2 separate regions of the Sus scrofa genome follow, and region 1 is linked to region 2. A link is a contact called in public HiChIP or PLAC-seq data. All regions are on one chromosome and are shown on one strand. Each heading gives the region's core, a stretch centred on a gene start, on an enhancer-like site or on the middle of the called end of the contact. The rest is flanking DNA. Distances are from core to core; before and after follow the strand shown.

Evidence for each region. HiChIP or PLAC-seq counts read pairs in DNA pulled down with a chosen protein or histone mark.
Region 1: an H3K27ac HiChIP or PLAC-seq map of skeletal muscle shows a contact between it and region 2. The contact joins the promoter of IRF2BP2 here to the enhancer-like site in region 2. A contact is called at or near these places in 6 of 47 Hi-C or Micro-C datasets (alveolar macrophages, embryonic fibroblasts, heart right ventricle and 3 more) and 2 of 2 datasets of contacts at active chromatin or transcription factors (alveolar macrophages and skeletal muscle).

Annotation. Positions count from the first base shown.
Region 1 is chr14:56,543,190-56,547,880 of Sscrofa11.1, forward strand. IRF2BP2 (interferon regulatory factor 2-binding protein 2) reads left to right here and starts at 2,603. Exons shown (of 2, transcript XM_021074288.1): 1 at 2,603-3,697; 2 at 4,335-4,691. The coding sequence starts at 2,695. It overlaps LOC110256820, which reads right to left and starts at 2,696. Exons shown (of 2, transcript XM_021073692.1): 1 at 2,291-2,696; 2 at 1,823-2,229. The coding sequence starts at 2,696. The coding sequence ends at 1,823.
Region 2 is chr14:56,337,471-56,342,768 of Sscrofa11.1, forward strand. No RefSeq gene overlaps it. Among named protein-coding and RNA genes, the nearest start is that of IRF2BP2, 210 kb to the right of the region's middle. Within about 2 kb of position 3,306, at least 28 of the 83 cell types and tissues checked have an H3K27ac peak or open chromatin away from gene starts, as enhancers often do. A contact at or near this core is called in alveolar macrophages, liver, retroperitoneal adipose tissue and 1 more, where this site is marked.

The DNA of each region.
Region 1 (4,691 bases), core at 1,353-3,852, 210 kb after region 2:
TTAGGCCATGACTCTAACCCCAAGTTGTTTTCTTTTAATCTTTCAGTCACTCCTAGTGGGGCCATTTCTTAGGGGTGAGATGGCTCATCTCTCTGCAGCACAGAGACTGGGCCTCATCCCCTATGGCAGTGGCCTAGTGGGATCAAGTCACGTGCTAGAATGAGTGGCACAGGGTCTCCCAGGAGAGTGGCAGGTCTTGAAAGAGGTGTGGGACACCAGGGACCAGGAATGACCCAATCCGCTGGCACCAGCTGCTTGGGAGAAAAAAAATCAGGGTCCTATTTTTCCAAGCAGGAGAGGGTGAGGCAGGACTATAATTGCAGGGCAAGATCCGGGAACAGATGGGGAGACCTTTATGGCAGGCGCACCCTCTCTGGAAATCCCCAAGAGAAGACATTCAGGGTTCGCCTATAAAAACATTTAAGTCTGGCATTACGTTTTCTGTGCCATTTTCAGACAGGTTTTTTCTTGTGCTTTAAGCAGCTCCCTCCACTGTTTCTCTAAGGGTGTTTTTCCTCTTCCTTGTGGTTAATCCTTTGAAGCAACCTGGCATTTTCAATAGCAACAACTAGAAAAGAAACGTCAGCAGGATTTTTCTTCTCTCTCCACCTACCAATCCAGTTGTAGGGAAGATAATATAATTAGTACCCTGTTCTTCCCACACTTAACCAGCTCATTCCAGTATCAGGGAGAGATGTGGGCCTGTTTTCCAACAAAGGAAGCTCCCAAGGCCGCCCTTACAGACTTGAAGTGTAAAAGTCCCAACTGCGAGTGACTAAGCCAGCGTCTATTAGTCAGTTAAGACTAACGACCAGCCAAAAGTAATTTACCATAACACACGCCAGCTCCTCCTCCCGATAAAAGTGTGAAACTCAAGTGCTCATTTCAGTCTGGGCAGAGTCTGTGGCGGCCTACAGTGGCAGAGCGCGGCCAGGCTCTGCGGCCACATCTCGCCTTCGCGCCAGGCGGGTTCGCACCCACCGGGGTTAAGCCCAACCCGGGCCTTGCCAGGGGCGCAAGGCTGCCACTGCCCCACCGCGGCGCCGGGGACGCCAGAGCAGCCAGCGGGGTAGCCGGTCGCTCGCCCCCACGGCGGGCGCGGGCCAAGCCCCGCTGCCGCTCGTGCCCGCGCCGCGCGCCACCTGGAGTCCAAGTTTGGCTCCGAGAGGCGGGGTCTGGAGCAGAGTCGCGGCGGGGGCGGAGCCTGCGCGGTGACGCGGCCGCGTTGGCCGCTGACCCCGGATCCCTGGAATGTGCATTCGTTCAATGGGGCCGCCAGTGCCAGCGGCGCCGAGTCACGTCCGCGCGGAGCGTGCGCACTCGGTGGCGGCGCACGCGGCCCCGCGCCCACGTCACGCGCCCGCCGCGCGGGCCTGCAGCAGGCGACCGGGATCCCCGCGTGGCCCGGCGGGCTGCGGACTGGGGAAGAGGGGGATCGGAACCTCCTCGGGCAGCGTACCCGCTCGCTCCCGGAAGGGCTCCGTAGAAGGGCGGGTGGACGCGGCCCTAGGCTTGGGCGCGCACCCTCCTGTTGTAAAAGTTTAGGGGACCGGCGGCGCGTGTGTCCTTCCCAAGACATGCGGGTGTAAAAGCACTCACCGAGGAGTTCAAATAAAGCTCCTTACAAAACTGTGAACAGCACTTGACTGAAAATCCCCATCCTCAAGATGCTACTAACAGAACCAGGTTACAGAGTGGCCTGGCTTTTCAAAACATGAGTTCTAGCACGGTTTGGCTCAAACAGCCCTAGACGAGAAGGAACTGCCTGAGCAGTCGAGGGAGCCGAGCGGGTGGAGGAAAGCAAGCCACACCAGCGACGGCTTCACGTCGGGGACACGAGCCGCGGCGCAGGCGGGTGGTGCTGACCCGCGGGCGGGCGCCGCGGAGCCGGCTCTCCCGGCAGCGCTCGTTCTCTGGCGGGGGGAGGGGGAGGGAGCGGGGGAGGGCGGGCGCGCGCGCGCGAGGGGAGGGGGCCCGCGCAGGCGCCTTGCGAGGCTGTCGAAGAATCAAGTCTGTAGAAGTGGAGCGGCCGCGGCGGCAGCAGCAGCAGCGACGGCGGCGGCGGAGCTGAGGCGGGCTGGGCGCTGAGGCGGGCGCTGGAGAGCGGCGACGCCAGGAGCTGTGAGAGAGCAGCGGAGCGACCCGGGCCCGTGCCGCGCCCGAGCTCCACGCCGCACGGCCGCCGCCGCCGCCGCCCCGGCGCGGCATGCCCCGCCGCTCGGGCTGAGCCTGCCCCGGCGGCCGCCCCCCGCCCCCCGCCCCCCCGGCCTCCCCGCCCCCCGCCCCGCACTCCGCGCCGGCCGCCGCCGCGACCTGCTGCGCTCCCCCGCGCCCGCGCGGCCCGTCTTCGCCCCGGTCTGGAGGCCCGCCGCGGCCCCGGCCGAGCCCCCGCCGCCGCCGCCGCCGCCGCGCCCGCCGCGCCGCGCCGCCCCGCCGCCCACCCGCGCCCGCGCCGGCCGGGGGGACGTGCTGCCGCGGCTGCAACCCCTCGCCCCGCGCCCGCCGCCCCTCGTGCACCGGGGGCGCTGCGCGGGCGCCGATCCTTCGCGGGCTTTGCCGCCGCCGCCGCCTTTGCGGCCGCCGCCGCCGCTGGTGGGGGAGACGCGGGGTTGGGGGGGGAGGAGGGCGCGCGTGGTGCCGGCGGGGAGCGGCGGCGCCCCCTCCTCCTCCTCCGGCGCCGCGGGCTCCTCGGACATGGCCGCGGCGGTGGCGGTGGCGGCCGCGTCCCGGCGGCAGTCGTGCTACCTGTGTGACCTGCCCCGCATGCCCTGGGCCATGATCTGGGACTTCACGGAGCCCGTGTGCCGCGGCTGCGTCAACTACGAGGGCGCCGACCGCGTCGAGTTCGTCATCGAGACGGCGCGGCAGCTCAAGCGGGCGCACGGCTGCTTCCCGGAGGGCCGCTCCCCGCCCGGCGCCGCGGCTCCGGCCGCCGCTAAGCCGCCGCCGCTCTCCGCCAAGGACCTTCTCCTGCAGCAGCAGCAGCAGCTCGGCCACGGCGGCCCCGAGGCCACCGCGCGCGCCCCGCAGGCCCTGGAGCGCTACCCTCTGGCAGCCGCCGCAGCCGAGCGGCCCCCGCGCCTCGGCTCCGATTTCAGCGGTAGCCGCCCGGCGGCCGGTCTGGCCCAGCCGCCAACGCCGCAGCCGCCGCCCGTGAACGGCATCCTGGTGCCCAACGGCTTCTCCAAGCTGGAGGAGCCGCCGGAGCTGAACCGCCAGAGCCCTAACCCGCGGCGCGGCCACGCCGTGCCTCCCACCCTGGTGCCGCTCATGAACGGCTCGACCACGCCGCTGCCCGCCGCTCTTGGCCTGGGCGGTCGCGCCGCCGCCTCACTGGCCGCCGTGTCCGGGGCCGCGGCTGCCGGGCTGGGCTCGGCGCAGCCGGCCGAACTGGGCGCCCACAAGCGGCCGGCGTCCGTGACGAGCAGCGCGTCGGCGGAGCACGAGCAGCGCGAGGCGGCAGCCAAGGAGAAGCAGCCGCCGCCGACCTCGCACCGCGGCCCGGCAGACAGCTTGACCACCGCGGCCGGGGCGGCCGAGCTGGGCACGGAGGGCGCGGGCAAGGGCCGCGGGCCCGGCGATCAGGACTGGGTCAACAGGCCCAAGACGGTTCGAGACACGCTGCTGGCGCTGCACCAGCACGGCCACTCGGGGCCCTTCGAGAGCAAGTTTAAGAAGGAGCCGGCCCTGACTGCAGGCAGGTTGTTGGGTTTCGAGGCCAACGGGGCCAACGGGTCTAAAGCAGGTAGGGGCGGCTGTGGAGTGAGGTGATCTCGGGGCGAAGAGGGGACGGAGAGCAGAGGAGGGGGTGCCCTTCCCATTCACCATTTCTCCCCCGGCCGGCCCAGAAACAACAAACACCCAACTTCCTGATTTGCCCGAGGCGGAACCAGTGCTTAGTGGCAACGTGTTCCTGTGCTGAAGTAGCACAACAGAGATGAGTCAGACCGGGCTGATAGGCACTGACACCGGGTTTTCCTTTCCCAGCACATTCTTGGAGGAGAGCAGGAGAGCACCAGTCACCTTTTAACCTGCTGGGGGACGTTAGCAGTCGTATGCCCGGTTTAGCCGGGCTACATGCTTGCGTGTGTCAGAATAGGCCGTTGTGTAGGAATCGTTTTCTGTGGCTTTTGTGTTTTTGAGTGGCATACTGCCTCAGCCCTGTAAGTTAAGTGTTTTAAGTTACACGTGCTCTTGAAAGCTCACGTGAGTTTTTATCTACCAGCTTTCAGAGAATAAAAATGCTTTAGCGAATTTTGTTTCATGTTAGTAAAAGGCCTTTCCGGTGCACCTTTATTTATTTTCTCTTTTCCCTTTTATTTCTCTTTTTCCAGTTGCAAGAACTGCAAGGAAAAGGAAGCCTTCACCAGAACCAGAAGGTGAAGTCGGGCCCCCTAAGATCAATGGAGAGGCACAGCCCTGGCTGTCCACATCCACTGAAGGGCTCAAGATCCCCATTACGCCTACATCCTCTTTTGTGTCTCCACCACCACCCACTGCCTCACCTCATTCCAACCGGACCACACCGCCTGAAGCGGCCCAGAACGGCCAGTCCCCCATGGCAGCCCTGATCTTAGTTGCAGACAATGCTGGAGGCAGTCATGCCTCTAAAGATGCCAATCAGGTGCACTCCACCACGAGGAGGAACAGCAGCAGTCCACCGTCTCCGTCCTCTATGAACCAAAGAAGGC
Region 2 (5,298 bases), core at 2,056-4,555:
GGAAATCATGACTTATATCCAATTAGTTTCTTTACAAATGCTCATTAATTTCATTTCCTAGGAAATCTTCACTTTCTGTCTCAACCAGAACAGTCATAGATAATTCCTTTTTAAGGAATCCACTACAAATTTGTCTCCATGACCCAGTGTAAACCTGAAACCATCATTCTCTTTCTGCCTCTGCCTCTTCTCTTTCTGTCTGTCTCTCTTCCCTCTGTCTCTTTTGCTCTCTGTCATCTTCCACTTCACTTTGGCTCACCATCTAATTCCATCCTACCCCACATAACCTCAGAAACTGCAGATGAAAAGTTTCCATTTTAATTCTGATAGTACAAGTCTGTCTATTTTGCAACTCTGAATTTTTGGTCCTAAAAATGGTACTTTCTCGTAGATGCTTGATATTTTTGTGTCTAATGAACCAAGATGGCTGCAAATATAGTACAAATAGACCAATTAACTCTGCATCCCTTCAAAAGTCAGGATATAGTGAAAAACTATTTTAATGGACAGAACCCATTATCATTTAAGGCCATAAACTTACATCTTTGAAAAAATAATGAGTCAGAGAGTTTCATACTAGCACTGCTACTTTTCTTAGGCATCTTCTAATATTATGAGAATCTTCTGAGAACGAAAGAATTAAACAATGAAGCTCATCGTGATAGCTTTTATGGCAGCTTGTCTTCATTACCACCTGTTGCAAAGCCCTCCTCTAAGTTGAAGGACTAGAGGAGTGACTTCCTCTAGATCTTTTTCATTATTGGTTTTCTAGTGTCTGATTTGTACCAGTACTTCACCAATGATGCTGACAGGTGTTTCCAATTGAAAAGGATAATTGCTTTAGCACCAACACCAGCTCTAACCCTATCCACTCCTCTTTTTTTTTTTTTTTTTTTTTTGTCTTTTTGCTATTTCTTTGGGCCGCTCCCGCGGCATATGGAGGTTCCCAGGCTAGGGGTCGAATCAGAGCTGTAGCCACTGGCCTACGCCAGAGCCACAGCAACTCGGGATCCGAGCCGCGTCTGCAACCTACACCACAGCTCATGGCAACACCGGATCGTTAACCCACTGAGCAAGGGCAGGGACCGAACCCGCAACCTCATGGTTCCTAGTCGGATTCGTTAACCACTGCGCCACGACGGGAACTCCCCCACTCCTCTTCTTTTGTTCAGTTCCTTGGTGCATTGTGCAAGTTCCCTGGCTTAACAGGTGTTTGCTTTTTGGCGGCTCTCTCACTTCTTCCTGGTACAGGTCCTCCCTCCCCTCCCCACCTGCAAGAGACTCGAGGCCTTGAAGTTGATAAACCCTGTCAAATATATTTGCATAAATTCTTCTTTTTGTCTTTCAAGCTACAAGACCTAGATTTTGCTTTGTCTTAATGGGCTTGATCACATGTTGTATAGAATGCTGCTTGCTTGCTTGCTTCTGAGTGGTACTGGGTCCTCAGGGCCTGCATACATAACCAACAACATAATTCATAGAATCTAGTGAAAAATAGAACTGCAGGGATCCTTGCTCAATAGTTATTAAAATTTTCAAGTGAGTGACAGCAGAGCATTGGACCAAGAGCTTGCCTCCATGAAATCTGTTATTTCTACATAAATAAATTCTTATGACTAAGCCTAGGCATGATCTGTGACTTAGCCTTCATTTGTTTCTTAGCTATTTTTAACTTGCAAACCAAGATTATTCTATCTCTCTCAGTGCTTTGAAATCTTCCACTGACCTCTGGTTTCTGTTGTTGCTATCAAAAAGTCTGCTGTCAGAGCTTCCTGGTGGCTCAGTGGGTTAAGGATCTTTGTCATTGCTGTGGTGTGGGTTCCATCCCTGGCCCTGGAACTTCCCCATGCCGTGGGTACAGCCCCCCCCGAAAGTCTCCTGTCAGGTTAACTCTTGTTTCTGTTGTCAAACTATTTTCCCCACTGATTTATTTTGCCTTTGGCAGTTTTTTCTTACAATGTATCTATTTTTATGTATCTTGTTTTGACCTAATTTTGCTTCCTGGATCTGATTTTCATCCCATTTTAGAAAATTCCCAGCCACTACCTTTTAAAATATTACCTCTTGCCCTGTTTTTTTTCTCTCTGGAGGTCCAGTGTGGTAGATGCTAGAACTTTTCATGTCTTCTTTTCATTTTTAAAACCACTTTATCTTTGGGTGCTGCACTCTAGGTAATCTCCTTCCAAATAATTTTCTGGATCTCCAATTCTCTCTTCAGCTGTCTCATCTGATCTTTAAACCCACTGGCTGAGCTTTTTCTTTTAATGATACACATTTCATTTCTAGACTTATATTTAGTCTTTTTTTCAAATATATTTGGTCTTTGAAAAAGAGTCTGATAGTATTATTCATAATTTTGACTTCTCCTTTTGCATTTTAATTATCTTGACCATATTTTTTTTTCTTGATAGTTTCATTATCTGATGTTCTTGGGGAGCCTGTGGTTCAATATCCATGTCGCCTATTGTGTGTGTTACTTTGGTTCTGTGTGGACTCTTGCTCTTGTCTCCTAAAGCATTTTAAAGCATTTTATAGTTTTTGACTGTGAGCTCCTAATTTTAAAAAATGCTCACTCTCAGGATCTTGTGTGGCCGAGGTTGAGGATCTGTTTCTATAGAGAAGTTTTTCAATTTCTTTAGCAACTTCCCCTATGATATTATGAGATTAGAACTCTTTTTATGTTACTTAATTGATTTCTAGACCATGCAGGTGAATACATTTAAATTCAAACCTGTGTGAAGTGTGGCCTGTGGTTATGAAACTCAAGGTGACTTTTTTTCCCTGCCAGAGCTCCAAGTGCCCAGACAGCCAAAGTGTCAGCACCTGCCCTGCTGTTCAGCCTGCTCTGGTCTCAGGGATTTCCTTTGCTGATCTCAGCTGTGCTATTAAAACTGTGTTTGTTATTTTTGTAGGCATATCTAGGTATTTTGTGGCCGGAGGTTTTTCAGATTCTCCTTTATGATATTGCTACAAATGATAGTTCCTGTCATTCTGCATTTCTGAGCTCAGAAAAAGCCTTCTCACTATGGATTACATATTTTGAGATCTCTTTCGATGTTAGAAACATCTTTTGGAGGAGGCCAGGAGCCCTGACTAAATTCATGGCAGTTCTGTTGTGCTGATCAGAAAGTACTCCTCCTTTTTATATATGGCTGTTAGTTAGATGAGACTTTGATTTTGTTCTGCAAAAGAAAACAGCTAATGTACTCTTTGCTAAAAATGACTGGCGTGCACAAATGGCTGGATTTATTTAGAAGGAACATGTGAGATGTTTAAACAGATCTTGGGAATTTGAGGACGCTGGGAGGGTTGCTCAGCACTGAAGGGAAAACAGAGGGAGAAAGGCATTTCACATCCCTGGGCCACGCTTGTGCTCTAGCTTCAAAAAATGCAAGGATTTCTCTCTGTGCTTCCTTCCTTTTGTCATTGAATTTTCTGCCCCTTAATGATCTGCTTTACAGAAAATGAGAAAGTCTTTGCCCAAAGAAGCTCCAGAGAAGTGAAGTCAGATTACTGTAAAAGGCTTTGCGGCTGAGTCAGCAGGGAGGGCAGCTGGAGATCATTTCCTGTCTCAGCCTGGAGAAGGGCGCTACCCAGGAAAGGGATGTCTGAGCTGGAAGGACTCTAGTTGGTTCCTGAACCTCTCCAGGGACCTGCAAGGCTCACTGCATGGACTGTTCTGATAGCCAGACAGGAAAAATATAGCCCTGCGGACCAGGAAGGAAATTCATTCATTTGTTCATTCATTCATCACTCTTACTTCCTATTAAAGTGAGGGGGGGTGTCTGGGGAATTTAGGCAGGAAACTTTCAATATGAATAGATATATGCACTTAACTTTTGTTGTTGTTGTTGCGTGTTTTGCTTTTACTATTTTTAGAAACATTTATCGAAGTACAGTTAATTTTTTTATTGTTGCTTTTTGGTTTGAAAACCTTATTTGCTCTGAAGGCAAAACACTTAATGATGCTCAGTGGTTTTGTTGTTACTATTCTGTGAATGTGTTTTTTAGAAAAAAAGATGGTTCAGTGGCATGGCCTTTGCCAATGAGGGAATTCTGGGCCTATTCGTTCATTCATTTTTTTCCATTCAAATAGTATTTATCCAGCATTATGCTATGTAAGGCTTTGTACTAGTGCTTTTGGTCTAAAAAGGCAAATTATAAATGGTCCCTGCCCTTGGGAATCTCAAAGTCTAATGCCTTGAAAAGAGGCCAGGGAGTTCCCTTTGTTCCTCAGCAGGTTGACTCGTATCCATGAGGTTGTGGGTTTGATCTTCGCCTCACTCAGTGGGTTAAGTATCCAGCGTTTTGTGTAGGTCACAGATGCAGCTTGGATCCTGCATTCCTGTGCATGCACAGAAAAGGCTAAATGAGACCAAATTACTCTTCAAATAATCTAAGCAGAGATTCACAACGAATAGTTCCATAGCTTTTATTATTATTATTATTATTATGGTGATAAAGGAGACATAACATAACAACCGTTTTAGCCATTTTTCAGGGACGTTTTCATTCACGTTATTGTGCAACTACCATCACCATCCATTTCTAGAACTTTGTCATCTTCCCAAACTGAAACTCTGTCCCCATGAGACACCAGCTCTCCCTTCTCATCCTGGCAACCACCATGCTGCTTTCTGTCTCTCTGAGCTGGACTCCTCGAGTTACCCCTACAAGTGGAATCATGCCACATGGGTCCTTTTGTGCCTGGTGCATCCATAACTTTTTTAATCGAAGGAAACAGGCTTTACAGAAACAAAAACCTCAGCCTTGTCCCTGACTGATTCACCACTTGACTGGGCCCAGGGTAAGACAGTCAACTTTTCCTAATGCCCTCAGCTCTACAATAGCTCAACTGCTTTATAATCTTTTTTTTTGGAAAAGTCCATCCCAGTGCGTGATATTAATCAGTTCATGTCTGCTGACATTTTTATAGTGCTTAGGAGGCTGCCGCTCCCTGGAGACTCCACACAGCATCCCTCCATGGGTGGCGGCACAGTGAGGTCAGAAGCTCACAGGTGGGCCAGCACCTTGGCTCTGCAGAAAGCCTGCTGCTTCCATAGGCTGCACGTTTCCCAGGGCTTTGAGTAGAGAGCCCCACTGTTCCCAAAGCCCAGCTGCCTGCCAGAAACCCAGGCCCTGCGGATGTCCCTGCCCTGCCCTCCTCCCCCTCATTGACGTGAACTCTGAGCCGGGCTGTTTAGCATCTTTCCTCTGGAGCCAATCAGACACCTGCCAAAGAGCGCCATCTTTTGTGTCCCTTGCTATATTTGAGATCTTTCATGCATTGGGAGTCCT